Regions from separate parts of the Mus musculus genome. Here region 1 is linked to region 2. Evidence: chromatin contacts called from public HiChIP or PLAC-seq data. All regions are on one chromosome and are shown on one strand. The core of a region is the stretch at or near the end of the contact, and the rest is flanking DNA. Distances in the headings are between cores, read along the strand shown.

Region 1 (3,986 bases), core at 933-3,432, 160 kb before region 2:
TGAGAAATATTCTAACAATGCAATGCAAACCCTGAGGACATCTTTCCGACCTGTATAAGGGGATATGAAACAGGAGTGGAGATAATGAATCTGGGTTAAAGACAAATACATGCTCTTTACTTTCTCCTTAGACTGCTCATTCCACACGCCAGATGGCAAAATGCAATCCATTCAAACATATTTATCTTGATTTAATACCAAATCAAATGATTTATGACTCTCAAACAAAAGAAATAAAAAATGAAGTATTAGAACTCCTCAAACTTAACATTAAAGTATATTCTTACTAGCACATATGACTCCTGATTTATGTATTTTGAGGGAATTAAAAGTGGTAGTCACGGTAGGGAAATATTTTAAGGCCAGGCTTTCATTATTATCACTTCTTTCTCTTCCATTCCAAATGAATGAAACTTCCAAAAATTAGCCTTGCCCATAGTAAAAAAAGGAACAAATATTTCCTGTTCAAAGTGTGCGACACTTTCCTACAGGCTACATCTCCTGTGGCTCCCCCTTTAAGCATTAAACAAATCTACTTTCTTTCTACATTAGGAAAGGGAAGATCCCGAGGTAAATTTGAGACTCTAATTCCCTTGGCTCCTTAGGTGGGACTCTGTAAGTTGTTTTAGTTAATGCTTTTTTTCATCAAGCGTTCAGCTGGCCGGCTCCCTGCTGCTTCCCAGATATTTCAGAACTGATCGGTGTCGATTATGTCATTACAGATGTTTCTCTATCAGAAAGCAGAAGGGGCAGGAGTTTGGGAAGAAGGGAAGAGAAGGGTACTGACTATAGGGAACTACAAAAAGGCACGGATACAACAAATTCTATTTTTGATCTTTTCTTTAGTGTTTCCCTTCTTAAACCAGCCTCGGGCTCTCGTTTTGACGCCATCCCATCACACACACCTAAAAACCAATCAGCTACGAGTCAAGGAGAATTTTTACAAGACCATAGTGCCTCTGCCTGCAAACGTTGGCAGAGACAAGGTCAAAAGACCATGGGAACCCAGGCAGCACAAACGCAACCCGACCGGTCCGGTCCGGTCCGGGTCCACTCCAGGAGGCCTCACAGCAACTGCCGAAACCATAGCGACGGTTGATAGCGACTCGAGCGGCTAGACGTCAGCCCGCCGCCACCGGTCGCCGCACTCGGGCGGTGGGTCTGACCCGGCGGGAGATCCCGCCCGAGAACCCGTCGGACGCAGTGCCAGGCCGGCCCCGAGCCCTGAAACCCGAGGCTCCCGCCACCCCGGGCCCAGCGGAGGAAGAGCGCGGCCTCTGGGCCTGGTGTTTCAGAGAAGGCTTCGCAGGCCCCGGGGAGGGTCGCGGAAAACGGAGCACCGAGTCCCCACGCACTCACACGACTGCGAGGCTCCCGGGACGGCGAGAGCAGCTAGCGGGCGGTCCCGGAGGACTCTCTGCGAAGGGGCCTTCACCTCTGCCCCTCGGTCAACCACCCGGGAACCGCCATCTTGAAACCTCGCGCCCCTCCGCCAGCTCACGTCACTTCCTGTTCCCGCTGGCCGCGATCTCACCGCGTTGCCAGGCACTGGGCCCATAGAGCGAATACAACAACTTCAGAGCCAGAGGTACTTCCGCTCTCATTCACTATCCGATTGGATAACTATAGGCCAAGAGACCCGCCTCATTCCAGAGTATTGTAGATTGACACTAATATAACCCAATAGAAATAAAAAGTAAGGAAGCTGCTATTTGATTGGCCAATTGTTCTCAGAATTCTGACGCATTTCCGCAACTGCTTCTCTCTGGGGACACACTAGGTAGCGGTATGCGTACGCTTCTGTGTCGGCCATTGGATCTGTGTTAGTTGTCGTGTGTAAATGGATGCTGTTTTTCAGGAATGCTTCCATAGAAAACAAGTTAGGTAATAACACTGGGCACCGAGTCTAAGGTGCTCAGCAAACATCAGCCCTCTAAACCTACAGCATGTGATGAACTGAACAAATAGTTCCTAGGGGAGACTCATAAATCTACACGAAAATGTATATTTTAAAAGAGAAACGGTACATTTGTCGATTTTCCAGAGGAGAAGTTATTACATAACACTTCAAATGAACTTTGCATCAACCCAAACTCCTTTATGATGTCATTGCACACTCTAGATTTATCTGAAGTCTTCCTTTGAGGGTTCTCTAGAGTCACAGAACTTGTGGATAGTCTCTATATAGAAAGGGACTTTGTTATGATGACTTACGGTCTGTAGTCCACCTCCCCAACAATGGTCAGCTGTGAATGGGAAGTCCAAGGATCTAGGAGTTGCTCAGTCCCACCAGGCTAGTAGATTCCAACTGATGGGCTGGCAAGTAAATGCAAGCAGAGGAGGAAGAGAAAAACTTCCATCTTCCAATGTCTTATAGATCTCCAGAAGAAGGTGTGGTTCAGATTAAAGGTGTGTACCGCCACGCCTGGATCTGGGCCTTGTACTCAGAGATCTTACCTTACTCTCCTGGGGATACATAGCCACTATGCCTCAAGATTTCCATGCCAAGATCAAGGTCAGAAACTTGTATTTCCCAGCCTCAAGATCTGGATCACAGGTGAACCTTCCAATTCTGGATTGTGGTTTGTTCTAGATATAGCTGATAACCAGAAATAGCTATTATATTTCCCTTCTACATCCCCATTCCTTAAGACTCCTCCCCATCCTTTCCCCTTAAAGGTAAGCATTTAAAACGAAATCTTCATAAAGTGTGAACTTGGTCTGTCTCGAAAAAAAACCAAAAAGCAAAACAAAACAACAAAAAACCAAAAACAAAAAAACACAAATCAAAAAACCAAAAACACCCTCACACTTGGTTATTTTTCAACTTAGTTTCAGCATCCTTAACAGAAAAGGTCCTAAGGGAATTTTTGACATCAAGTACTTTGAAAGAACTGATTGAGGTGTATATTAATTTTTAGGATGTTGTAGATAGGCACTAATGTTACAATGAATTAATAACCAATAGAACATTTACAATTTATATTAAAACAAATGTGTTCCCTAACAATGTAACATCAGTACCATACTAAAACTACCTTTGACTTAGTGGGAAAAAAAATAAGTATTCAATAAATAATCTGGGCTGGCCACCATCTCCCTATCCCTCTGTCTCATTGTTTAGATGGATTGAATTACAGTTAGAAGCCTTGATGCCTGGGAATGTCATTAATTCTTGTTTTGATTACTCTTTGAGTGTCAGTAATAGCAAGACCTATTAGTTCATAAAATAAAAACCAGGTAATAAATTTAGAAAGTGACACAAATTGTGATATTTTGAAACTAATTTATAAAACCAGTGATAACATAGAAATTAATACATTTGGAAAAGTTATGTGGCTAGTTAAAATTCTTCATCTGCTTGTAAAATTTTCCTGAGATATACTGGATACTTTATACCAATGATTTATTTTTGTCTTTGCGTTAAAAACCAAACGACTATAACCAGGACTATCTCAACATTGTTACATACAATGGTTTTTGAAGTAGACCCTAAAAACGGCTTAGTGAGAATGGTTAGATAAAGGTTTAGAAAACAAATGCTGTATCTAGAGAAACTAAGTTCCATCAATAGGCCTCCATGGCCTCTCCTTTTCCTGAGTTCAGGAGGCAATTAACATAGGTCTGCAAATGCTTTATGGGGCAGAGGGAGCTGCCTCTTTTTGGTGGTACTGAAAATAAAATTATCCCCCTGAAAAATAGAAATTAATTACTTTCCTTTAATCAACAAATTCTTAACAGGGAGTGAGCCTTTTTCTTCACTCTAACATATTTTATGCAGGGATCACTGCATTTTATGCCTTGTTTTGTTTACAATGTTCCACACACTTTGACCACTCAAGAGATAGATGACAAACAGGTGGTCAATATTGACTGCATTACAGACAACATTTATTATCTCATCCTTTCCCAATCCATCCAGCCACGCTTTGAACTGAGGAGAACCTCGCAGATGCATGGCTTTCGTTCATTCTGGAACATAATGT
Region 2 (4,064 bases), core at 1,018-3,517:
GGTATTGTTGTGGGTGAGGGTGACAAGCTCCTGTGGACAAATAGTGTTTGCAATGATCTAGAGGAGTAAAGAGAGACACTCTGTCCAGGCCCTAACATAACTGTGTTTTGCTGAGTTTCTTTTGGTTGGTTATTTTGTTGTTTGGTACAAAGCCCGGTCATACCAGCTTAACACACAGCAAAGTTAAACATTTTTGAATGTTACTTGAGAATCAGAGCATCACAGACAGTTTCAGGCCTTGATGGAGCCTAAAGCCTACCAACCTTGTGTGGGTCTTTCGTGACACAATCCCACCAGCCTTTTTATTCCCGTTCCCCACCCCCTGCCTACTATTTGCACACAGGCTCTCTTTATTTGAAGAGAAGGCAGGAAGACCAAGATAGGACTGTAAATGAATGGTTCCCACAGCTCATCGACACAGAACCAGCAGCTCTTTGAAACATTTGGAAAGGCAAATATTCTTGGGCCCTAACCTAGACCCAAAATAAGATGCTCGAACAGTGGGGCCAACATTCTCTGTGTAAGCAAACCCTCCAAATGATTGAAGTGTGTTACAGAACTTAGAGTCTGTGATTACTAACAGGAAACTGAGGTCTGAGCTGAATGGTCATCCTCCAGCAACATTCCCAGTGAAGAGGTAGACATGCATGGTAGGTGACACCAAATGTGAGGACTTTGCTTGGAACTCCTCTGAGATACAAGCCACTCACTTGCAATCACCCTAATTAGTCCACCTCAATTATACCCCCTTTTCTTATTAAAAAGGACAAAGTTGCACAAATTATGATACTCTCTGATAAATTCTACCTCCAGACAGAGAAGAAGGCACGGGGATCTGCACTGATCAGAGGAGACCATTCCCACCCTAGCTCAGAAGTCCCCAAGAGCATGGCGACTTTGACACTGTTTTCTTTCACTCCTTAGCACCAGGCCACCAGGCTCTTCCCTTTCTGAGGTTAGTAGGGAAGCTGATGAGTAGGGACTTCTTGGTGGTCAGTTAAAGGAAGGAAGTGAATGCTAGAAGTCTCCTCCGAAGCCAATCGTGGATGAGAACAAGAGCCACAGACCCAAGGAGGAAGAAAACAGTCCAAATTCCTTGTATTCTGAGAATAGAGGGGCCCCAGAGACTGCAAAGAGTCCTCAGGGACCCCAGCTCTCTCATACTTGTAATTACTTGTCCAGGTCACTACAGAACGCTAGGCCCCGCCTTTTCCATCATCTCAGATATTAATTATCTTCGTTCCTTTTTGGGCCTTTAGGGTTTTTTGTTTGTTTGTTTTATGTATGTGAATACACTGCAGCTGTCTTCAGACACACCCGAAGAGAGTATCAGATCCCATTACAGATGGCTGTGAGCCACCTTTGGGTACTGGGAATTGAACTCAGGACCTCAGGAAGAGCAGTGCTCTTAATTGCTGAGCCATCTCTCCAGCCCAGGCCTTTTGTCTTAAAAAAAAAAAAAAAACTAACTCCCTTCTTCCAGCAGAATTGTGCCTATCGGAGTCATACAACGACTGTCCTCTCTCTCTCTCTCTCCTCTCTCTCTCTCTCTCTCTCATATCTCTTTCTCCCCCCTCTCTCTCATATCTCTCTCTCATCTCTCTCTCTCTCCTCTCTCTCTCCTCTCTCTCTCTCCTCTCTCCTCTCTCTCTCTCTCCTCTCTCCCTCCCTCTCTCTCTCTCTCTCTCTCTCTCTCTCTCTCTCTCTCTCTCTCTCTCTCTCTCTCTCTCCCTCTGTTTTTCGAGACAGGGTTTCTCGTATAGCCCTGGCTGTCCTGGAACTTACTATGTAGACCAGGCTGGCCTTGAACTCAGAAATCCACCTGCCTCTGCCTCCCAAGTGCTGGGATTAAAGGCATGCACCACCACTGCCCAGGCTGTCACATCTCTTGACATAGCAGTTCAGCCATTCCAGGGTGGCCATGGGAGACGGCAAGATCTTAAATAATGGTTTGAATAAAATACTCCCAGTAATTATTCTAAAGATAGTAATGTCATGATCGCAAATGTTTATTGGTCTCCTATGACAGGCTAGGGCCTGCTGTAAACACTTCAACTATGTTAAGTCATTTAGTTTTGCAGCTATTATTTATTTTATAAGGAACAACTGCTACCACTTGCTCAACTAAAGAAGATCCCTTTTTTTTTTTAAGTTAAATCCACAATGTTCTGTCCTCCCAGCAGGTTATCAGTCCTGGAGATAAGGCCACGCCTCCAAATCTCCGCCAAAACAGAAGTTGTTTGTCCCTCCCTTTTTGTGGGAGGGGCATGGAGCAGTGTTTGTGGGCGTTTCCTTGTATGGAAATGAGATCGACACACAATGCTGCTCTCTATTGAACCCACATGGTGGAAAACAATTTCTTCTTGAGGTACACTTTCACCTACTGGCCCTGTACTACCGTCCCACTCCTCTCTAAAATTCCTTAAACCCTCTATTGTGTGTCGCCTCTTTGACCCCCAAGCCCCCAACCCTCGAAACTATGCGCTTCTCTGATTCCCGGAAGCTGTGCATCCCTTGTCTGACACCCAGGAAGCCGTGTATCCCTTCTCTGATCCCCGGAAGCTGTGCATACTGACCTCCACACACTACATCTGAATCTCACTTGTTGAGGTTACTTTTGAATTTGTCCTGGTCTTTAAGGTCTGGTCAGAATGTTCTATTATATTTGTAATTCTGCTTGCTGATTAGCTGATGAGCTTAAAGATTCTAATCTGAGCAGAAAGTCTGACATCATTTTATAGGAATCAGTTTATAAACTTTATTTAAGACGTGGCAGACACATAAATTTAGCAGCCACAGAGTCACGAGAGTGCATTACAAAGAAGCTATTAGCTCTCTCTGAGAGATAATATTTATAAATGGTATATAATTACGATCCCAAGCCTCAGGACTTCCAAAGACAGAAGCAATAAAGTTAATGAAGTAACGAATTTCCTGTTTGATCTCCGGGGAGGAAGGGTTCTCAGGGAAACCTGGAGCAGGAAGGAAGATTAAGAAAGCAATAAGGTGAGGCTCCTTCACAGCGTGGGTATGTTCCAGACTGTTCTATGAGAACAGAGAGTGTCGCCAGAGGGGAAGAATGTAGCCCCCAAGGAGGGGGGATTTTGAAAAGCATTTTCCAACCTGATAAAAACGTTCTCGTGGGAACGTCTTCTCCACAGATGTTTTCCCAAAAGATGCTTTCTCTCATTTTTTCCCAGATAACTGGATATTTAAAAATTAATAATAACAACTCCTACCAACTAGATAATACGTAGCCTTTATCCTTGACTTGGAAACTTGGGTCAGGAAGCTTTACCGAGCAGTTGCTGTGAGCAACATATTTTATTTGGTACTTTTGAGAGATAGCCAGATGGATAACTTTCTCCTTATCCTGAAAAGGCATAAGGCCAGGATGAAAGGGAAGACACATTCTAAAGGAATTATGAATATCAGTTATTGCTGCATCAGGCGTTGTTCTTCCTGCTTTTGATACAGAAACTTATTTTTGTTGCCATGGCTACCCTGCAAGAAGCCATGGTTTTCATTTTATGGGAAAGGAAACTAAAGTCGGGTGGCTTTACATAGCATCTTTGATGCCACATAGCTATAAACAAACAGTAAATTGTATCTGCAGGAGCTGAACCGTTTGCCTTAACGTCACAGAGCGAGTCCACCATCTGAGAGTCTGGGCTGGAGTTAGTCGAAGGCCCCAGATTGTCAACACAGGCTCTCTTTCTTGTGAAACTATAGTCTTTTGGGGTTGTTGCTCCCTGTTTCCGTTCTTTTATGAGACCAGGAGTTGAAGTTCCATGCAAGACGTAACACTTGCTGACTCAAAGAAAGCAATCAACTTGAAGCCTAGTGTTGTTTTCCTACAGAGCACTGAAAATACCCATTGAAAAGTTTTATGAAATCAAATGAAGAGTCGTTTGTACAGATAATAGTGTTTTGAAGGGCTTTTCTGGCCAGAGCCAGGGCAAACATGCAGCTTTGATCGACTTTATAAGGCTTCTGTGTGAAGGGTTTTTGGGTTTTGTTTTCTTCACTTCTTCACTTTTTGTACCAATGAGGTTGTGCCTCAG

The links. HiChIP or PLAC-seq counts read pairs in DNA pulled down with a chosen protein or histone mark.
Region 1: an H3K27ac HiChIP or PLAC-seq map of extraembryonic endoderm stem cells shows a contact between it and region 2, with 4 times the contacts expected there. The contact joins the promoter of BC049715 here to the enhancer-like site in region 2. A contact is called at or near these places in 18 of 39 promoter capture datasets (the 3T3-L1 cell line, the C10 cell line, cancer-associated fibroblasts and 11 more), 1 of 15 datasets of contacts at CTCF or cohesin (the NIH/3T3 cell line), 9 of 484 Hi-C or Micro-C datasets (the G1E-ER4 cell line, bone marrow-derived macrophages, cortical neurons and 5 more), 32 of 115 datasets of contacts at active chromatin or transcription factors (the 230-238 cell line, DN3 thymocytes, the HPC-7 cell line and 18 more) and 4 of 9 other capture datasets (adipose tissue, liver, macrophages and 1 more).

The regions. Positions count from the first base shown.
Region 1 is chr6:136,826,661-136,830,646 of GRCm38.p6, forward strand. BC049715 (cDNA sequence BC049715) reads left to right here and starts at 2,183. Exons shown (of 3, transcript NM_178776.3): 1 at 2,183-2,409. It overlaps Wbp11 (WW domain binding protein 11), which reads right to left and starts at 1,556. Exons shown (of 12, transcript NM_021714.4): 1 at 1,360-1,556. Smco3 (single-pass membrane protein with coiled-coil domains 3) reads right to left here. Exons shown (of 2, transcript NM_001039558.2): 2 at 3,271-3,986.
Region 2 is chr6:136,987,749-136,991,812 of GRCm38.p6, forward strand. No RefSeq gene overlaps it. Among named protein-coding and RNA genes, the nearest start is that of Gm30055, 9.0 kb to the left of the region's middle. Within about 2 kb of position 2,268, at least 30 of the 459 cell types and tissues checked have an H3K27ac peak or open chromatin away from gene starts, as enhancers often do. A contact at or near this core is called in the G1E-ER4 cell line, embryonic stem cells, epiblast stem cells and 1 more, where this site is marked.